7 separate regions of the Mus musculus genome follow, and all the other regions are linked to region 5. A link is a contact called in public HiChIP or PLAC-seq, Micro-C and promoter capture Hi-C data. All regions are on one chromosome and are shown on one strand. The core of a region is the stretch at or near the end of the contact, and the rest is flanking DNA. Distances in the headings are between cores, read along the strand shown. Region 1 holds the start of Stpg1 (sperm tail PG rich repeat containing 1). Region 2 holds the start of Zfp46 (zinc finger protein 46). Region 3 holds the start of Asap3 (ArfGAP with SH3 domain, ankyrin repeat and PH domain 3). Region 4 holds the start of Tcea3 (transcription elongation factor A (SII), 3). Region 5 holds the start of Srsf10 (serine and arginine-rich splicing factor 10). Region 6 holds the start of Rcan3 (regulator of calcineurin 3). Region 7 holds the start of E2f2 (E2F transcription factor 2).

Region 1 (2,700 bases), core at 191-2,690, 360 kb after region 5:
CGCTGAGTTCTAGGCCAGCTTGGATCATATGTCCAGACCCCTATCTCACAAAACAAAGCAACAGGGCTGGAGAGATGGCCTAGTGGTGAAGGGCACTGACTGGTTTTCCAGAGGGCCTGAGTTCCATTCTAAGCATTCATATGGAGGCCCCAAGCCATTATATAGCTCCAGTGTAAACAGACCTGATAATCTCCCTTTCCTGGCCACCACAGGCACCAGGCCTGTGTGTGCTACAGAAACAGACAGACAGAGAAAAATATCCATATTCATAAAGTGAAAATTAATTTTTTTAAATGACAACAAAAAATTTTGGAGTGATGTTTTCTCCTTTAATGCCAACATGAAAAGGTGGATGGATCTCTGTGAGCCTAAGGCCAGCCTGGTTTAAATAGAGCTTTCCAAGCTAGCCAGGACTACATAGTGAGACTTTGTCTTTAAAGAAAAAAAATTCGGGGCTGGAGAGATGACTCAGAGAGAGGTTAAGAGTTCAATTCTCATGAACATGGCAGCTCACAACTATAACTCCTGTTCCAGGGGCAATCTGACAACCTTCACACAGACACACATGCAGTCAAAACACCAATGTACATAAAATTAAAATAATCTATTTTTTAAAAGTTGCAAGAGATTTTTAAAATTATGCTTCTCACGCAAATTATCAAATTTTTGGAAAATTTTAAGAAAGTATAAAACTGTCAAAGAGTACATTATTCTACCACCAGAAGGAAACAAGTATCTATCTTGCTTTCCAGTCTTCCATGGAATGCTGGTACAGTTGGTAGAGAACAGATATAACCTAGCTCTGCCCAGGATGCTGCTTGCCAGGTGAGCCTCCTGCACTTGATGGGTCATGACGGATGGTCACGGTCTAGCCTGATTTCCTCCAACTTGAAACATCCCTACTAAAGGATAGTGGAAGGCACAGGAGATTCAAAAGACCTTTCAAAGCCCCAGGAGATTGACCCATTAGCTATTTTGCTTGGTGAGAGAGTGTGTTCAAGGCCTACATGGAACTGTACCAACTGGTTAGTGGCTTCGAGAAGCCAGTCTCACCCTTTCATTTGGCCAAAATGGAGTCCAGAATAAAGACTTGCTGAGGAAGACGCGGGAGTACCAAAAGGGTTCTGTTAGAGCTGGCTCTTGGAGGTTCACCCACCGCCCAGTTCTGAGACCCCCTCAAAGACTGAAGTAGGGGCATCAGATGTCCAACCATTCACCGGGCCCAAGGGGGAGCTCTTTTCACGTTGGTACACTGAGGGCTTAAGCTGACCCACTCGTACCCCAAGTGGCACCTTCTGGCATCCGAGGCACCACCCAACTGGCCACAGAGATTCCGCACGCACCCGGAGTATGGAGGTCTCCGTGGGTGTCCCATGGAGTGCGCGGAATCCTCCTCAAGACCTCAAGGACCGGTCCCTTAACAGGAACTGGTTCCTAACTAGTCAATCTATCCCTCCCGCCCGGTCGCTATGGCAACCACTGGCCTAACATTCCAGAGTCCGGCGGCAGGCAACTGGCTAACTAGCCAGGGGTGTCCTCTGTGTCTTTAATGTGAAAAGCTGTTGACCAATCGTTGGAGACGTTTCAAAAACCAACAAAAAAAGCTACCAGAATTTTGGGGTTCGGATTGACAATGCTAAGGAGAACCTGTTAGGCAGGGAACTAACTATTAGGGTTTTTGTTTCTGGGGTTCAGTTCCCTTTTCTTGTTTGTTTGTTTGTTTGATTGTTTCGGTTTTGTTTGGTTGTTGGGTTTGTTTGGTTTGTTGTTTTTGTGACTCATCGAAGGAATAAACCCAAGTGTTCCTACCCATCCATCCACACCCTGAGTGTGAGAGCAGAAAGGTCGATGACATAATTCCCCAAGGGCAACCGTGCAGTATTCCAAGAGCCCCTTACCCGTTTCACCGCAGCCACAGTGCCTAGCCACAGCCCGGCTTAAACCCACCAGCGTCTTCTTTAAAATTATGGGATAGTCCCCTGTTAGAAACTGTCTCCCGCTTGTTCCTCAGATCACATCTCCTGCCACCCACGCCTCAAGAAAAAAAAAAAAAATCTCGCACCGACCCAGTTGGTCTTTGGGCATCTCCCATAATACAATATGGCAGCTCCATCCTCTCTTAAACTCTCCCTCCCAGTTCTACCGCGTTTCCATCGCTGAGGTCTCCCCAATGTCATTTCCTCGTAAAACCTGTGTGATCTCAACATCTCCCCCAGAGGTTGCTGTGCGGCTCTGGACTGAACGGCGCGTGCTGAAAAATGAGCGCGCTGGAAGCTCCACGCGCAGGTTCATGCTCACAGCCGAACCCCTGGGAAACAGCAGCGGGCGGGGGAGGGGTGCGGGGGGGGGGACGGGACTACTAGGATGATTGACAGCCTACCGGGGCTGCTGAGCTGCAGGCGTACCGGGAAATTAAGGACGCAATACAGCCAACAGGTGGGACGCAGGCGCAGGAAAGAAGGGGTACGCACGGTCCCCGAGACGTGTCAGGGCTCTGCTGGGTTTCGATACTGGAGCTACCTGATGGAAGCAGCAGGGGCGCCGCCCGGGACGGTCGGTGGCAGTTAGCGCAGACTGCGGGGGGACACCAGGCGGGCTGCTTAAGCCCAGCCTACTTGTCCGGCAGGTGGAGGTGAGCAGCCATAACTTGGGGACCAAAGCAGCCCGGACTTCTTCCTTTGGCCGCTAGAGGGGACTCCT
Region 2 (2,700 bases), core at 62-2,561, 430 kb before region 5:
TAAGCCGTTCTGACAGTTTCAAAACCCCTAAGAGGTAAGACAAGATAAAAGTCCTCACTCACCCAGTGAGACAACATTTCCGTAATTCTCCTGCATCACATCCCTGTAAAGATCTCTCTGTGTAGGATCCAGAGGTCTCCATTCTTCCCGAGTGAGGTACATGGCCATATCTTCAAATGTCACAGGGGCCTGAAATCACACAACGCTTCCTCACTACTTGGTATCTAGGAGTTTAGAACCAGCTTTTCTTCTTGAAATTAGAGACATGGTTAGAAATGTCGAGAAGGCAGTGGCATTAAGTCTCATCTGTAGAGTCCGAAGGAAAAAAAAAATAATAAAGAAAGAAGAAAAAAAGACATGTGGTCAAAAGACAGGGGCAATCTACTAGCTTCCCGCTCAGGCCGTCCCTGCCCACTTTGGACCCTTACATACAAGGCTCTCCTTTTCTTAGACCAGTGAAATTCTCGTCTTTATGGCCCAGTTCTAGAGCCAACTGCTGTTCTGTTTCTCCCCACCCTTTATCACTCTTCGCTCCATCCTTGGACACCACATCTAGAATTAACCACTCCTCGACTTACTATTTCCCACACCACAATACGTCCTTGCTCAGGCCAACAGAATACTTACCATATCGCATCCAGGTTAACCGGACACACCGTTCTCCCTACAGATTGTTGGCAAGAAGGGTACCACCCATCTTGTTTGGTTTTATTCTCCTCAGTATTTAGTCTTACAGTGGGTGTTCTATATATGCTTGTATATGGTTATATTAGCCAACTCGAAGCCCGTATACTAAGCAGAATAGCAAAATGAGCTTATCCCAGGGAATTTCCTATAGGGGTTTGCAGACGGGGAAACACCGGGCAAGATGGGTAAGCAGAGCCCTCGGGGCTTACCTGAGTCCCAGACATGAGCAGGGTGGCTGCCATCTCGGGCTCAAGCGTTCGTCTCCTGGGAGAGAGAGAGCAGGAAAACCAGCTAGCAGACAACGTTGAAGGAGGCGAAAAGCAGGACGTGAGGCGCGGCAAGAGGCCCTGCCCACTACTCCCTAGGGCTGGAGTTCTGGTCGCAGGGTATGAGGGGAAGGCCCAGGACTGGTCACTCTCCTCTCTGACTCCCGAAGAGTCACCCACTCTCCGTGTCTCGGTTAATATCGAGTACGTGCAACGTTAGGGTAGGAGAGGGCAGGCACTGGCTGGGTGCCCCCTAGGCTGGGGGGTCAGGCCGATGCAATTCAAGGGAGGAGGCTTTCAACCCAGCCCATAGAACGCCTCTGCTCTGCCATCTCCGGGCTGGGACCTTTCCGGCAGCAATCCCAGCCAATCAGCGAAAAGAAATCGTAAAATATCTGACCAATCAGAAGCCAAACCATCAGCCCTCCTCCTGCGGCGTGGCCGGGTAGCTCCATCACGCGTGCGCGCACCTCGCGGCCTGACGGGACTTGGAGTTTCACTCTGGCGTACAAAGGCCACTTAGCAGCCAAGAGCAGGGGAGGGAAAAGAACAAAAGGGAAGAGACAGGACCGCGACCTTCAAGACCAGTGAGAATACCCCCACACATACTTTTTTCTCGGAAACCACAGCACGACTCAGCAAAGGAAGCGTCTGTGTTTTTTTTTTTTTCTCATGGCCCTACGACCATCTTTGAGTCATATATTATCCGCGAGGTTAGATTGAGTGTGGAAGCTCGGGCTGACCTCAGCTGAGATCACCCCTCATTTGACAGCCCAGGCCAGAGCGGGAAAAGGCTTCTTTTCCCTCCCTTGGGAGACTCCCTGGCCGGGATGGAACTTTGGGCCCCGCCCACGGACTCCCAACACCGCCTGAAGCTCTCGCTTTCTGGATACTGAGAACTACAACTCCCAGTAGGCCTTCCGGCAGTCACAACCCACCCCAGACTACATATCCCACGAGGCCTCGCGTCCCCTGTCCGGTGCTGGAGTGCTGTCCGCGGCCCGGCCCAGGGTGTTCCAACGTTAACCCTGTAGGGAGCGTCTCGAGCTCTTTTATAGAGACGGAGCTCAAGTGCACCCATCTAAGTCGCCAAAACATTGAAATCAGAAGCGGGGGGGTGGGGTAGGGTGTGTAGGGAAATAGCTGGCCCTGGAGTGGGAGACTCAGGGACTTGGTACTCTTGAGGGTGTCTCTGCTGAAAGGAATCTTGGAGACCTCCCAACATCATGAAAACCTTAGGCCTGCGACAACCTGGAGTCCTAAGGATGCTAGTAGTCTCTGTTTCAAAGAAATCACAAAACCAGATTAGGACAGAACGGACAGGCTTACCTCCTGGTCTGTGGTCGCTGGCTCCTCAGAGATCTAAAGAGGCCTGACGTTCAGAAAGGTTCTAGATATCACCAGCAGATTCCAGAGATCTCAGGGCCATGAATAGAAATCCGAATCCATGGATTAACAGGCAAAGGGCAGGGTTTGGTTGTAGGATGAGCACAAAGCTTCAAGACTGCAGAGACTGTTCTATAGCTCCGGGAAACAACAATCTCATAAACAGATCTCCGAGGCCACAACAGCTGGCCAAGAAACATCAGCGTTGGCTATGCTGCATTCACTCAGAATCCTCCAAATGGAAGGACTTGTAGCCTTTCCTTTCCCTAGCGGGGATGAAGGAATTAGACAATGGAAGGCGAGGGCTAAGCAAAACAGGGATTCTGTGTGGGGAAGAGCTCCCAGCTTGCTGTAGCCTTGG
Region 3 (2,700 bases), core at 171-2,670, 350 kb before region 5:
GCTTACACAGTCAGGTAAGGTCAGTCAAATGCATGGACACTTAGCCAGAGCAGATCTCTCCCCTCTGATCCAACACTGTAATGGACAACCTGGAGGAGAGGATGATGGATAAAATCCCTAAAGATGCTGAAGGGTCCTGAGGCGTGGTGGCTCTGAACCTATGCATCATTTGAAATCCGACAGTCTTTGTATAATTGTCTGCCTTCCTTACCAAAGAGGAAAAAGTCCAGACAGAGAGCCAGCCAGTCAGGGGAGAAGAGGAAGGGAGATTTCCTAAGACCTCAGCTCAGGGTATTTCTGGGTAGCTTTGTATCTGCCACACAGTAGGTACAACTTATAGAGAAGGCCAGACTGACCACTGAAGTCCAAAATGCCACCTCAACCCAGGGCATTCTCTAGAAGAGAGCTGGGTTCATATTATCCCCGTCTGGCCCCAGACTACAGGCTCTCTGCTCCAGTGTATTCCTAGGGGATGAAAACCTGCAGCGAATCCAGAGAAGAGGAATGAACTCCAGTGAGCTTGGGAATGGGGTGGGGCAGCCTACAAGGGCGAAAGAAAGAGCCTGGGACACTTTGCCTGAAAACACAAAGAGGAGAGGGGAGGGGAGAGGAGCCTATAAACTTGGCCCGCAGCAGCCAAGGTGAACCCCGGCTCCTGGCGCCTTCCCATTCACAATCATTCCACAAGGCAAGCCAAGTCTCAGAACCAGCAGCCAGGAGGAGGGGGCCTCCTCTCTCTCTCTTGCAGCCTGGGAGAGGTAAGTTCAGGACTGAGCCTGCTTCTCAGAAAGGGAGTGACCTGAGGGGCTGCATATTTGTGGGGTTCTAAAACGAAAACACAGAACTGTAAGCCGCTGAGCAAATACACATATAATGGGCAAGTCGCCCAAAGTATATGGGAGATGTGCCCCAACATGTGGAGTCTGTATCGAGGTGACCCCGAGATCCCATCTGGTCCTCTCTTCCCAGGCTCCACCTTGGGGACACAGATGTTTGAGATGAGCTCGGTTCCCACAGATCTAAGAGGGGCGGGTTTCTGGAGCGCAGCGAAGAGCCATCCTAGCTCCAAGCATTCCTGCAAAGGTCAAAGCCAGGCCCCAAGTTGACCTGAGGTCCCCTCCCGCCTCGGCCCCTCACCTCCTCCCGTGCCAGCGCCGCCCCGCGGCACCGGGGCATCTTGGCGGCGAAGGCAGCTGCTCCGGCTGGGGAACTGAGGTCCTCTGCGGTGACGGCCAGGAACTCCGCGACACTGAGCTGCTCGGGCATGGTGGGAACGAGGCGAAAACACCGGAGCTGCCTGGAACGCGGGGGACGCTGCACTTAACAGTGCTGGTATAGCTGCTCTGCGCAGGGCCTGTCTCACCACCCGCAGCGTCCTAGTCGAGGCCTCTTCACTCCCTGCTCCGCCCCGCCCCTAACTAACTCCGCCACGCCCCCGCCCGCCAGCCTTTCTCTCTCCGGCCACGCCCCCAGACCACTTGTCTACCTCCCTGGCCACGCCCCGACTCGCTGGTAACTCCCTGACCACGCCCCCATCCCCCTCACTCTCCGGCCACATCCAAGCCGCGCCCCTAACTCCCTGGTCACGCCCCAACCTCGCGTTGGCCCCACTCTGCCCTGCCTCCAAGACCTACAGATGGGGAGAGTTCTCCTGGGGCTCCGCTCTTGACTCCCAGCCCCCGTCCCCGATCCTCTTCCCTCCCTAGCCCCGCCTCCAAAGCCTACCACACACACACACACAGACACAGAGCCTGGCTCCTGGTTCTGGCTGGCTCCTGGTTCACTTGTTCTCTTCTCCTTAACTCTAGGTTCTTCAGAGCAGTCGTCTTCCTCTACCTCACCGGTGCTGAGATTAAAGGCAAGGCCTGTGCCACCGAGGCCATATAAGATCTTCGCCATCAGCCAGCTACGTGCCATTGAATCAATTGCCCCTCTGGTTTTTAAAAGGAATCATGTCATAACTCCGAATAAGTTTAAGTAAGAATGGGAGAGGTTCACTATTATCTCAGGTACACAGAATAGCTCGGGATTTTGTTGTTGTTGTTGTTGTTGTTGTTTTGCAGGTATTTTTGTTGTGGTTTGGTTTTGCCTGGTTTCTTAATTCCAGCCGTGAGCCAGGGGCCCTTCCCATTGCCTTGGACTCTTTCTGCTTCTTCTTGAAAGCCTTATTTTCTTCGTCCATCTCACAGGGCTCTTTCAGAGGCTTCCTCTTGACACCTTCATCGCCCAACCTGGCCCCTGGCGTCTGGTCCCCTTTCCCCAGACCAGATGCTAAGTGACCCTAACAGTTCCTTCAGACTCCAATGCTGAGTCTTCCAAATTTGCTTCTCCCTGTCTGCCTCCCTCGGTTTTTGTTTATTTGATTTGGGGTTTTGTTTTTCAAGGTTTAGCTCAAACATTTCAAACTTTACTACAAGGCTTATCCTGACCACCCTGTTTAAAACTAGTCACCTGCTGCTCCCCCCATCCCTCACTCCACATACCCCATTCATAATCATCTTTATTCTGCTGGGGTTTTATGAATGAATATTGGGCGCTCTTGGAGGCCAGAAAAGAGCATCAGATCCCCTGGAACTAGAGTTACAGATGATGGTGAGCCACCATGTAGGTGTTGGGAATTGAACCAGGGTCATCTGCAAGAACAAACATTCTTTAGCCACTAAGCCATCTATCTGTCCAGCCCCTTTTTAAAATTTTCAG
Region 4 (2,700 bases), core at 77-2,576, 390 kb before region 5:
TCTCCCTACTGCCTCCCCGCCCCCATGTTCTTCCCCCAGGCAATCCATCCTCTTACAGACAAAGAAACCGCAGCCTCAGCCTCTCACCATTTTACCAACACCACCATCTCTCTCATTGTTACCAGGTAACAATTTCAGGAAGCCTAACACTCCTTGGCTGCTCCAGCCTGTCACTCATCCCGGGTCTGAAACCTCTCTTTGGGCCCCAGAGTTTTCCAATTTTCCTGGAATGTCCTGGCAATGCAGGTCCTGGTGCAACTCGTTGCTAGAAACTATGTAGAAGAAAAGGACCCCGCGGCAAGTCAGCATGGAGGGCCTCATTCACAGGGTCCCTGGTCTTCTCCCTTTCAGTCCACGCCCCTCTAGAATTGGCACAGTCGCCAGCTTCCAGCCTGAGGCAAAGATCGCTAGGTAGATCAAACATTAACTTTCCATTTGGATCCAGCTCGGTGCTACCCGGACTGAGGGCTCAGGGACCCTCGGGCGACCAGGGCTGCGGACCCCCACCTCCCGCCACAGTTCTCCTTCGTGCACCTCCCCCTCTGGGCCAGCCCAGGCCCCATCTTTTCCTTCCCCCGCCCCGCACCTGTTCACCTCCGCCCGCCAGGGCCCCATCCCGCGGCCAAGGAAAAAGTTGCAAACAGAACTCCTGGCACTTCAGTCACCGCCCTTCGCTCGGGTCTCCTGGGGTGTGCAAACGAGGCTCGGCGCCCCCTTCTCAGCCCGAAGTTCTCCGATCCTTTTTGAAGTCACCCAAAACGTGCCCCTCCAGTTCTCGCTGCGCCTGCAGCTCCCCGGGCCTAGCGCACATCCCGAACCCCCAGACTCCTAAATGTCCTCCCCTGGGTTTGTGTCTCTCCTTGCTCTTTCTCTGCTCCGCGCAAGCTGCCCAGGAGCGCACCCAACCCGTCCACAGTGACTTGCAACAGTCGCGCGCCTTAGGGGACTCTGTACGATCCCCTCCAGACCTGGCCATGCACATGCCCATCCTAAAGTGGCCAGCAAGTAGCCGGGGGACCCCCTGCCGGGCAACTCCTCCCCAGTCCCGTGTCCCCTGACCCGCGCGCTCCCTTCGGGCACAGGGCCGGCACGCCCACCAAGCCCATAGCTGGGGGAGTCTTGCCTCCGTGGCCCGGGGGCTGCGTTGCAAACTCTGCAGCCTCACCGTCTTCTTCCGGGACACCATCTTCTCCAGCTTTTTGGCGATCCTCAACAGCTCCTCTTCCAGGCCCATGTTGGTCCACAACGCACGGCGGGGTTAGGGGCGCAGGGCAGCAGCGGGCGCCAAGGCGCGAGCCGCAAGGGCCGCAAACACACCGGACACTCGAGCCGGGAGGGGGCGGGGCGCGCCCCTCCCATCGCTGGGGGGAGGGGTGGCGGGCACTAAATATAGACTTCAAGGACTGCCCGGGCAAAGATTGCCTGAGCCTGGCGGGTCGTGCCTCAGGGGGTGTGTAAGTGGGAGGGGAGGACCAATCTGGAAGAAGGGGCTCTTCTCTTCCAACTCTCCTAGGGGTGCCCCAGGCTCCAGGGAGATTCGAGCATGAGGGTTCGGGGGTGATGAGTGTCAGCATAGCAGTGGGAAGTACAGAGCTGCCGGGTCTCAGCATCACTGCGCTCCCAGAGGGAGCTATGCCCAAGCTGGGAAAGTTGGTGAATTCATCGCATCTTGGTGCAGATTTTGACGTCAGCTCTGCCCTAACTTAGGTAGGCTCCTTGGTGCGCCCAAGGCCTGTGCCGTACACGTACTCGCGAGGTATACTCAGAGCCCTTTGCCGGCCAGTCTTTATTTTTTCTAACAACCTCTCAAAGGGGTATCGGGACCACGCTCCGAAAGACTAAGTTTTGGGTGATTCCGGTACACAGGGGGTGGGCTTGGAAGAGTAATTTGGGGTGGAGGGAATAACTCTGCCTCCCACTCTCGGCTCGCGAGCGGTAATTCCAAGAATTCGCTGAAGACCTAGTTCCCCTCCTGACAGAAAATGACCTTTCTGCGAGGGTCTCTGATTTGAAGCGGGGCAGAAGAGGGCTCACAGTGTGTGAAGGAACTTTCTGAGATAACCTCAGAGAAACAAGTCTGGAGCCTGTTGTGGACACCTGTCTCCCAACTGCTGCAGTGTGATGACGGTCAAGGTTTTTTGTTTTTTGTTTTTTTTTTTTTTTCATTCGACAAACGGTATCCAGTCAACTAGCAAGAAAAATCTCAGGGGCGGCAGGCTGGGCAGAATAACCATTAAAGAGGACTGTATTCCTCACAGCTGGGGTGGGGAGAGGAGGGAGAGAGGGCAAGTGTAAGGCCCAGCTGGGGCCTCATCCCCGTCCCAAGAAGTGAAATTTATTGCCTCAAAAGGCAGAATGGAAGTTTGGGGGAGGGGGAGGTCTGTGTAGTCGGTCAGGCCGCAAGCGGTTATTCTATTTACTGAGCTCCTACTGTGTTCCAGGTATTTCTAGCGTCCTGAGCCAGACGGCTCTCCTGGAGCACTCAGAGAACAAAGCTTGGGGATCACTGACATGTCAGCAGGGGGTGGGGAGGTGAGGAGGTGGCCGGGGGAGGAGCTGAAAAGTCCTTGGCTATAGCGGAGTGTTGTGGAGAGGTCCGGGATGGGTCCGGAAGGGCGGGGCCTTAACACCATGTGGCCAAAGCCAGGTTTTTCTTCAGTGGAGCTTCTGGGAGGCCTCTTGGCCAAAAGAAGCTTGAAG
Region 5 (2,700 bases), core at 106-2,605:
CATTAAGCATTCCCATCACATCCCCGCTTACGCTAAAATTGTTCAACAGGGTCAGCCATTAAAAATCTGAAATAAAACCATCACAGTATCTACATACTTCATACTTAAGTATTAAAACGACAAAATGGAAAAATTTTTAAGTCGTTAATTAACCACTTTTGTTTTATGCGTAATGACAAAGAGGATACAAAACTCCACAAAACAAGAAAAACCCAAAACCTCAGTTTTTCTTCGGAGTTTATTTTGTACGAACACGAAGAGTAATCCTGTGATAAAAATCTCTTCTGAAAAATTCCGAAGGCAATTCAAAGCAAAGGACAAGCTGTGAAAACAAAGCCCTTTACCAGGCGAGACTCGAACTCCCAGACCCGTCTTCTGAGTGCTGGGGCTACGCCCGGAGACAAGGCGGACTTTTATTAAAAGTACCGCCTCCGTTCACCCAAGTTAATCACGAAGGTCCCTAACGGGAGCGGTCTCTCCAGCACCTCGTTTTCAAAGAGATTTCCGCGAAAACACGTGGATCACTCCATTTAACCGAAAAATTGTTACACTCGCCCCAATCTCCACGACTCCTCTCCCCCACAGCAATCTCGAATCCACTCATCACCATCCACACAGATGGGGGAGATGGAGCTGCAAACCCTCCCCTCCGCTATCCCGTTATCCCACTCGCATCTTTTCCATCTTCTGACTTCGTAGCCCGAGCTGACCTCCGACTCGCGCCGATCCTCCCGCCTCGGCTTCCCCGAGTGCTGGCCTGGGCCGCCCCGCCTGGCAACCCTTTTCCCGTTTTCAACAACAAAAATCCCTTTCAGGCCGAGGGGGGCGTGCACCTCATGGAACGTGGACGTCGGATCCATGAGGGACACACACGTCCGGCCCGCCGGCTCGGCCCAGCCGCCGAGCACGCGGGGGAGGACGGGGCCCCCGAATGCCCGCCACGCGGCCCTCACGCCTGCTCGCTCGCCAGCGCTCGGCCCGGTGTCCGCCCTTGCTCCTGCAGGCCGGCGGCGCGGCCTAGAGCCGGCGCGGGCCCCGCCATCTTCGCCCCGCCCCTCCCCCGCGCCACGGCCGCCGCTCGCCGGGCGCCCGCGGCCTCCCTCCCCCGCGCAGTAGCTGCTCCGGTGCGCTCACCTGGTGTCGTCCGCCACGTTCCTGACGAACAGAGACGTGTTAGGGGGGCGCAGGTATCGGGACATGGTGGCGGCGGGACTCTGGGCCGGCGGCGCTAACGGGCTCGGGCAAACCGTCCGCAGCTCCGGCGGCGGCTCACATCCACTCACACCACACTCGCACAGACCCAGAGGGCTCCGCTACGGCAACTGCCTCTTCTCGCGAGACTTGGCTCCCGCCTCCAGGCCCCCTCCCACCTCCCGCCCCGCAGCACCGGCGGAGGGGGACAACGGCTTTTTCCCGCGAGATCTCTGGGCGTGCGCGCGCCGCCGGCCTGACGCGCGCACCGCGGCCTCGCTGCCGTTCATTGGCTCCAGGCGCGGGCTCCTCCCCTCCCCCTCTTTCTTTCTTTAGCGCTGCGCTTTCCCGCCCTTTCCCGCCCGGCCGAGCCCGCCATCCCTCCTCCTCTCGGCGAGCGCTCGGGTTAAACTACCATGACCGGGCTCGGGAGCCTCGGAGCCAGCTAGAGGCTGCTCCGGAATCCGCTGTTCGGAGTTGCGCCTGGGCTTCTTATCAGATCTCTGGCCAGAGAGAGGAACTTAGAGATTCTTTGTGGGGTTTGGGGGAGGGGCAGAGCTTTCGGCGTGCCGTGCGTGCAACTCTCTGCCTTTGCTGCACATCCGCGTCACCTAGGCACGCAATTCCCTCCCCGTGAGACCCGGGCCCTGCTGTCCTTGTCTCTGTTGCTCACATGCAAGGTGCCTGAACCCCTTTTCCAGCCTTGAAGAGGTGGTGTTTGTCTCTTTGTTGTTTTCTGGGGATCCAATCTAGGTCCTTGGATTTGCTAGCCAAGTTTCTTCCCACAGACCTGCCTGCACCCTAAGACAGACACTGCCCACTCACCCCGGCCCATCGTCCCCCTCTTGCTCCAGTCCCCCTCCAACTTTCAGTCCTCATCATGGGACTCCCCAGCTACAAAAAAACCTTGGCTAGCTGGTTTGCTTTTCTCCCTCTCCTTTTTTCTCCTCTCTTCTCCCTCCCCTCCCTCTCTCTAGCGCCTCCTCCCCTCTATTCCCCACGTTGAGGGAGCGGGCTCAGTGCTTTGTTACTAGTTCCCTCTTTGGCCTCCTAGGGCACCCATACACAAGTGGGCAATACACTTAGATTTTTATTATTGTTTTTGTGTGTGTGGTTTTTTGTTTGTTTGTTTGTTTGCTTGCTTTTCGAGACAGGGTTTCTCTGTACAGCCCTGGCTGTCCTGGAACTCACTTTGTAGACCAGGCTGGCCTCGAACTCAGAAATCCACCTGCCTGTGCCTCCCAAGTGCTGGGATCAAAGGCGTGCGCCACCACTGCCCAGCGCCCTGTTTTTAAATATGGCTTATATGCGTTAATATCTACGGAGTTCAAACTTATGAGTGAGAAGATGCACACATCACTTCCCTCACATACATCACACAGTCTCTGGTAAACATGAGGACTGCGGAGAGAATGAGAGTATGACCAAGAAGAAAAGCAAGAAGTCCAACACCCCTTGACCACCAGGCTTTTGGGCACGTTGTGCAATTTACCAAACAGCAGCTCTGCC
Region 6 (2,783 bases), core at 157-2,656, 420 kb after region 5:
GAAGAGGGAGTCAGATCTCATTACAGATGGTTGTGAGCCACCGTGTGGTTGCTGAGATTTGAACTCAGGATCTTTGGAAGAGCAGTCAGTGCTCTTAACCATCTAGCCATCTCACCAGCCCAAGGGGAAACATTTCTATGCTTCTTGATGTGAGTATAGAAGTCACTCTCCATAATTCTTTGATGAAAAAGTGAAGAACTTGACGTGTTAAGTCAAGTTTAATCAGGAGCCTCAGGGTGGAAAGCTGCAGAAACTTCCTAAAGCAAAAGGGATACAACACTGTGATCCTGTGGGGGACACTATGGGAGTCACTCTGACGAGGATGCTATGCCCTGCATTTTGTGCCCATGACTCTCACCGAGTGACAACACTGTGTCCTTAGTTTTGACCCCCTTGTTTCATTTGTCCTATGAAGGGTCTTGCGTAAATGACAAAAGCTGATTTTCTATTTATTATTTGTTTATTATTCAGAAGGGCAGCCGTGTGGAAGTCAGAGAACACTTGCAGGAGTTCTCTCCTTCCATCACGTGCGTCCGGGGTTGGGAGCAAGGACCCTCAGAACTGAGCCATACGGCCTGGATAGCAGAGCAGAATCCTTCTAGCGGGAGCTGAGAGTTCTCCAGCTCTGTACCGTTCATCCAGTTTGTGAGCTGGAAGAGGGCACAGCTCCCTGACAGGCTGGTCTCAGCAACAGCAATTAAAATTAAAATGCCAGCCAGCCTCGGCGCTACTACTAGCCTAAACCCTGACCTAGACATAATTAATGTTCCATTATCTCCAAGGGAGATAAGCAAGACTGTGTGGAAAGGCAAACGCAAATATCATTAATATTGTACATCTGTGCTGGGTGCAATGGAGGGAGGGATGGGGCGCGCGCAGTCACACACCTGGTGACACCCATAGCACAGCCACGTCGCCATCGCCTCTACTGGGCGACGGGAGCTGCGGGGCGAGGTCGGGCACATCCGGCTGCCAGGTTCCTAGAAGGCTACCCCGGGTTAAGCTCACAGGAACCCGCCCCGAGAAGGTTCCTAGTATCCCGGCTAGCTGTTCCTGTCACTGTCACGTGAGGTCAGCAAAAAGAGAGAGAAAATGTTTCTTGGGGGCGGCGGATACCAAGGGGACATCAAAAGTCCCGTTCTGGAGGTCAAGGAAAGCCTCTGCCTTAAGAGTGCCGGCCCAGGGGGGGTGGGAAAAAAAAAAAAAAAGAGTGCCGGCCCAAGTCCCTCAAAGCCAGTGCCAGCCAGCCAAGAGGAGCAGGCGAATGCGCGCGCGCAGAACCCACCCCCGCCCCCAGAGCCCCGCCCACCACTCGGCGACTCCCGCCCACCCAGCTGTCAGCCCCGCCCTCCTGTCTGTGCGCCGGCGCAGCGCGCCCCCTGGGCGCGAGGAACCCAGGGAGGGCGCGAGGCGCGCGGGCCCGGGAGCGCGCGCGACGCTGGCAACCTCGCTCAGCCCTAGGTCACCGCCCGTGTCGCCGGCTGAGGCGGCCGCTGCGGCCCGCGTTGAGGGCGTGGTGGCTCCGGGTGGTGAGGGTCTGTCCGCCCCAGGCCGCGCTCGTGGGCATCCCCCCTCGGGCCTCTCCCCTCGAGCGCACAGGTGAGTCTCCCCTTCGCAGGGCGGGGCCGGGTCGCGGCCGCTCGGAACAGGTTTGCAGCAGCTCTGGGTGATGGATCCCCAGGATCCCTGAAAGTTAAAGCAGCCTCAGCTAGAGCAGCAGCTGCCCAGATCCTCCAGGAACCCCCTAGACGTTGCTAAGGACCAACCGCCTGATGCCCAGGATCTCCCCCAGCAGCTTCGGGGTAACGTCCTGCAAAACAACCCTCGCCCCCAGGTCCTTTCTCCTCCACCAGCAATTTCTCCACCCGCAGTTCGACTTTTTGAAAGATGTCAGGCCCAACCTGGCCCCCCCCTCCCGGAGGGCAGGGAAGGTGTGGCTAGTAAAACCCTCCTGGCAGCAGGTGGAAGCCCCACTCCCCTCTCTCCTCCCCTCCCCCAGGATGCAGGAATCCTCGTGCTTCTCTGCTTCCCTGGCATCTGGAAACTTGTCCGCTTCCTCTTGAACCCTTCAATAGCTGTCTGTTTCCAGGTTGTGGGGTTCCAGCTTCCGTGCGAAATCTCATCATCTCCTCTGGGGATTAAGATTCTAGCGGCTCACGTCCATGTTTCAGATTCAAACTAGGATTATGTAGAGTGATGTTTTATTGTAGGGTTTAAAACCAAATATATATATATTCGCGTCCCAATATTGAAGGCTATCTAGGACAATACATTTACTTGAACTTTTCGTAGAAGTCTCTCATCTACTAGTTGGCCAGAGAAGTAATTGACCATCTGTAGCTATGATTAGTGATTACTTTAAAATGTTATTTTAAGAACTGGGTGTGGCACACGTTTATAATATTAGCAAGTGGGAGACTAGTCTGGACTACATAATACGGTCCTGCCCAACAAAACAAAATAAAACCTATCTTAACACAATGCCATTACCTCTAGTCCAATATATCAATATGTAGTCCTATGAGATGGCTCAGCTGGTACAGACAGACACACTTACTGCAAAGCCTGACAGTTGGAGTTCCCGGATCCCGGGGATCAACATGGCAGGAGGAGAGAATCAGCTTTTGCAAGTTGTCCTTTGACTAATACCTGAGTGTTGCTGAGGCCACAGTCAAACACACATATAAACATTCAATAAATATATGTTAACAAAATAGTGTGCCGGGGGCGGGGGATGTCCACTGTTAAGAGCACCTACTGCTCTTGCACAGAACTGGGCTCTG
Region 7 (2,700 bases), core at 52-2,551, 320 kb before region 5:
TGAACAGGAAACCCAAGAGACGGACTACATTTGCATTGCTACTGGCTATTTCGGACGATGAGCAGGCTGTGGGGAGGACCTGAGGACAACACTTGAGAAGGAGCTGGCTAGACAACTCTGGTCCAGATACCAGGCTGGACCAGAGACCTGGGAGACCTATGCGGATTTAAAGTCACCAGGAAATCCCACAGGCCAAGCCCCTGGCCTGAAAAAGCAGGTGTTGGTTCTGGCGTAAACAATGAAAGAATGAATGAACTTAAGCATCGTCGATGCCTTGGAAGCTTCCTCAAGGTCACGCAGGCGCTAGGGGCACTGGGCTAGGTCTCCAGGCTCCCCTGACCAGTGCTCATTGCAGTCCGCGACAGCAGGCGAGATTACTTCACGGAGTCGGAAAATGAAAGGGTTCTCTCTACTGCCAGTCCCGCTTCCCCACCTCAACCAGCTGTAATCAAGCCGTAGGGCGTCCCAAGCACCCTCTCTCCTTTTTCCCCACCCAGACACGTATACGGGAAGTACAGGGGGTCCCCCAGCATTACCGGCAGCCGGCCTGCGGGTGCACATCGCACAATTTGGCCCTCGGGTCCGTGGGGAGTGGCGTCGAGGCAGGTGCCCAGCGCCACAGAGGAAGGCACCGTCTGCGTGTAAAGCGAAGTGTAGTAGGTGGTGGCGGTGGTGGCCGGGCAGAGCTGGGGGCTGCTCAGACCCGAAGGCCACAGCTCGGTGGGGTTCAGCGCCGGCAAGCTCTTTGTAGGTTGCGCCGTGGCCGGAGCCAGGGTCCGCGGCGCGCGCAGCATGGCGAGTGCGGCGCCCCCTACCCACTCGGGTCTGGCGCGCGCGCGCGGGGCACCTGCGGGCTTTGCAGCCGGCTGCACCGCGGACGCCGGGAGCAGCCGCCAATGGACGCCCGCCGGGCAAGGCCGGACCCTCCCCTCCTGGCCCGCCGCCCAGCGCTGCCGAGCTCGGAGATCGCCACTCGGAGATCGCGTGGCACAGGTGGCACTGCCAGGAGTTGGCCCGGTCCGGCTCGTGCCCCGAATATCTGGGCGTCCGGAGTCGCGCCCGTGCGTGAAAGCGTCCCGGAATGCCCACGGACCCCGCGGACACTCGTGTGCTCTGACCCGCGAAGGGTGTCCTGTGCGCCCTGCTGAGCTCTGCGTTCACCCCTCTAGTTCCCGTCCCTTGCTTGGACTCCTTTTTCTTTTCTTTCTTCTTTTTTCTTTCTTTTTCTTTTTTTTTTCTTTTTTTTTTTTTTTAGCGCCAAACTATATGCCGCCAAATTCGGATCTCCCGCGGAAAATGCCGCGCCTCGATTGGCTGCTACAATATATATAGGCTCCTCCCACCCACCCACCCCCGGAAAGGCTTAGTCTAAGAAACAGCGATTACGACAGGAGCTTAGTGGCTTAAAGGGGCCGCGACATCTGCTGACTTCAGCGTCCTCTTGTAACAGTAGGCGAAACTGAGGCAGGAGGTGCATCTGGAACACCCAGCATAAGGACCAACAGTACAGCGAAGAGCGCTGAGGAGCGGACCTCTTTTCCTTGGGGGTGGGGCCAAACATTGAAAGAGAGTCAGAGTCGGGACCTGAGTCTTGACCCTCAAGTGCATTTCCCTGGCCACAAAACCTTTTGTTTTCGCTTTGTTGCTTAGTTAGGTTAAATCATTTATTAATATATTAATTAATATAACCAATATGTCCTCTTTCTCTTCAAATGAAACCCAGGAACCTGTTCCTCCAGGCTTTAATTGGCAGAGGGGCAGGGAAGGGTGGCGCCTCCCTTTTATGTTTTTCTTCAGGAAAAAAACTAACCTCTATTGAGCGCCTACTGTACGCCCGTACAGTACACTAAGATTAGACCATTATATATGTTATGTTGTTTAATTTATCCCATCAATCCGGAGAAGTGGGATGGGTAAGACCAGGGAGTCGGAGGGGCGGGATATTGTGCCTCGGGTCATTCACAGATTCGCTGATCTGAGAATTGGCAGTCAAATGTAGGACAGTCCAGGTCGGGAGTCTTTGTTCTAGTAAAGAGCTCCTTTCCACTCTCCCAAACTCTGCCCCGCCCTTGACAGGCACAGCGTGGGTGAGGGTCCAGAGTTTGTCAGGTCATTTTCCCCAACAGGACCCAGCACTCTTCCTTCCTGAATCAAACACCTCCAGGTTTCTTCTACACAAATTTTTGTTTGTTTGTTTTTGTTTTTGTTTTTGTTTTTGTGAGACAGGGTTTCTCGGTGTAGCCCTGGCTGTCCTGGAACTCACTTTGTAGACCAGGCTGGCCTCAAACTCAGAAATCCACCTGCCTCTGCCTTCCAAGCACTGGGGTTAAAGGCGTGCGCCACCATTGACCGGCCTAAACAATTATTTTACCACAACAGGAGGGGGGGTGGGCTGAGTCCCCGTGTTAAGACCTGATCAGATCATCACAAACCAGGTAGCCCAGGCTTTCTCTTCGACATTCTTAATTCACATCCAGTCCCCTAACCCTTTTGTGAAAGCTGTTTGACAAGATTTCTTCTCCATTCTCTGGGTCTTTTTTTTTTTTCTCTCTCTCTCTCATTCCTTATGTCGGAGTCACAGAGAAATCTCATGGCACAGTATATGCAAAGCCTTCGGCACAGAGCTTGGTCCATGAGAATCGACAGCTGTTGCTATATCAGACTTGATCTGGAATACACAGGCCTCTTTAGTCTACAGTA

Evidence for each region. A called contact is a pair of places that touch in the nucleus more often than the background predicts. HiChIP or PLAC-seq counts read pairs in DNA pulled down with a chosen protein or histone mark. Capture Hi-C pulls out chosen DNA fragments and counts their contacts.
Region 1: a contact with region 5 is called in a promoter capture Hi-C map of pancreatic islet. The contact joins the promoter of Stpg1 here to the promoter of Srsf10 in region 5. A contact is called at or near these places in 7 of 39 promoter capture datasets (the C10 cell line, the HPC-7 cell line, embryonic stem cells and 4 more), 1 of 15 datasets of contacts at CTCF or cohesin (the NIH/3T3 cell line), 1 of 484 Hi-C or Micro-C datasets (embryonic stem cells), 10 of 115 datasets of contacts at active chromatin or transcription factors (the NIH/3T3 cell line, bone marrow-derived macrophages, embryonic stem cells and 7 more) and 2 of 9 other capture datasets (adipose tissue and pancreatic islet).
Region 2: a contact with region 5 is called in a promoter capture Hi-C map of pancreatic islet. The contact joins the promoter of Zfp46 here to the promoter of Srsf10 in region 5. A contact is called at or near these places in 2 of 9 other capture datasets (liver and pancreatic islet).
Region 3: a Micro-C map of embryonic stem cells shows a contact between it and region 5, with 4 times the contacts expected there. The contact joins the promoter of Asap3 here to the promoter of Srsf10 in region 5. A contact is called at or near these places in 2 of 39 promoter capture datasets (liver and pre-B cells), 1 of 484 Hi-C or Micro-C datasets (embryonic stem cells) and 2 of 115 datasets of contacts at active chromatin or transcription factors (bone marrow-derived macrophages and pro-B cells).
Region 4: a contact with region 5 is called in a promoter capture Hi-C map of adipose tissue. The contact joins the promoter of Tcea3 here to the promoter of Srsf10 in region 5. A contact is called at or near these places in 1 of 115 datasets of contacts at active chromatin or transcription factors (bone marrow-derived macrophages) and 1 of 9 other capture datasets (adipose tissue).
Region 6: a contact with region 5 is called in an H3K27ac HiChIP or PLAC-seq map of microglia, with 4 times the contacts expected there. The contact joins the promoter of Rcan3 here to the promoter of Srsf10 in region 5. A contact is called at or near these places in 3 of 39 promoter capture datasets (the HPC-7 cell line, cranial neural crest and erythroid cells), 1 of 484 Hi-C or Micro-C datasets (CD4 T cells) and 8 of 115 datasets of contacts at active chromatin or transcription factors (the 230-238 cell line, bone marrow-derived macrophages, embryonic stem cells and 4 more).
Region 7: a contact with region 5 is called in an H3K4me3 HiChIP or PLAC-seq map of the SCID.adh cell line, with 11 read pairs. The contact joins the promoter of E2f2 here to the promoter of Srsf10 in region 5. A contact is called at or near these places in 4 of 39 promoter capture datasets (cranial neural crest, erythroid cells, fetal liver and 1 more), 1 of 15 datasets of contacts at CTCF or cohesin (large pre-B cells), 12 of 115 datasets of contacts at active chromatin or transcription factors (the 230-238 cell line, the SCID.adh cell line, bone marrow-derived macrophages and 9 more) and 2 of 9 other capture datasets (liver and pancreatic islet).

Annotation. Positions count from the first base shown.
Region 1 is chr4:135,494,727-135,497,426 of GRCm38.p6, reverse strand. It overlaps Stpg1 (sperm tail PG rich repeat containing 1), which reads right to left and starts at 1,440. Exons shown (of 9, transcript NM_030189.3): 1 at 1,281-1,440. It also overlaps a transcript of Nipal3 not described here.
Region 2 is chr4:136,284,678-136,287,377 of GRCm38.p6, reverse strand. Zfp46 (zinc finger protein 46) reads right to left here and starts at 1,311. Exons shown (of 3, transcript NM_009557.4): 1 at 897-1,311; 2 at 63-306. The coding sequence starts at 168.
Region 3 is chr4:136,205,085-136,207,784 of GRCm38.p6, reverse strand. It overlaps Asap3 (ArfGAP with SH3 domain, ankyrin repeat and PH domain 3), which reads right to left and starts at 1,420. Exons shown (of 25, transcript NM_001008232.2): 1 at 1,138-1,420. The coding sequence starts at 1,266.
Region 4 is chr4:136,246,583-136,249,282 of GRCm38.p6, reverse strand. Tcea3 (transcription elongation factor A (SII), 3) reads right to left here and starts at 1,326. Exons shown (of 11, transcript NM_011542.2): 1 at 1,166-1,326. The coding sequence starts at 1,234.
Region 5 is chr4:135,854,726-135,857,425 of GRCm38.p6, reverse strand. It overlaps Srsf10 (serine and arginine-rich splicing factor 10), which reads right to left and starts at 1,355. Exons shown (of 6, transcript NM_001080387.2): 1 at 1,135-1,355. The coding sequence starts at 1,199.
Region 6 is chr4:135,432,428-135,435,210 of GRCm38.p6, reverse strand. Rcan3 (regulator of calcineurin 3) reads left to right here and starts at 1,406. Exons shown (of 5, transcript NM_022980.4): 1 at 1,406-1,599.
Region 7 is chr4:136,170,875-136,173,574 of GRCm38.p6, reverse strand. It overlaps E2f2 (E2F transcription factor 2), which reads right to left and starts at 1,301. Exons shown (of 7, transcript NM_177733.7): 1 at 537-1,301. The coding sequence starts at 794.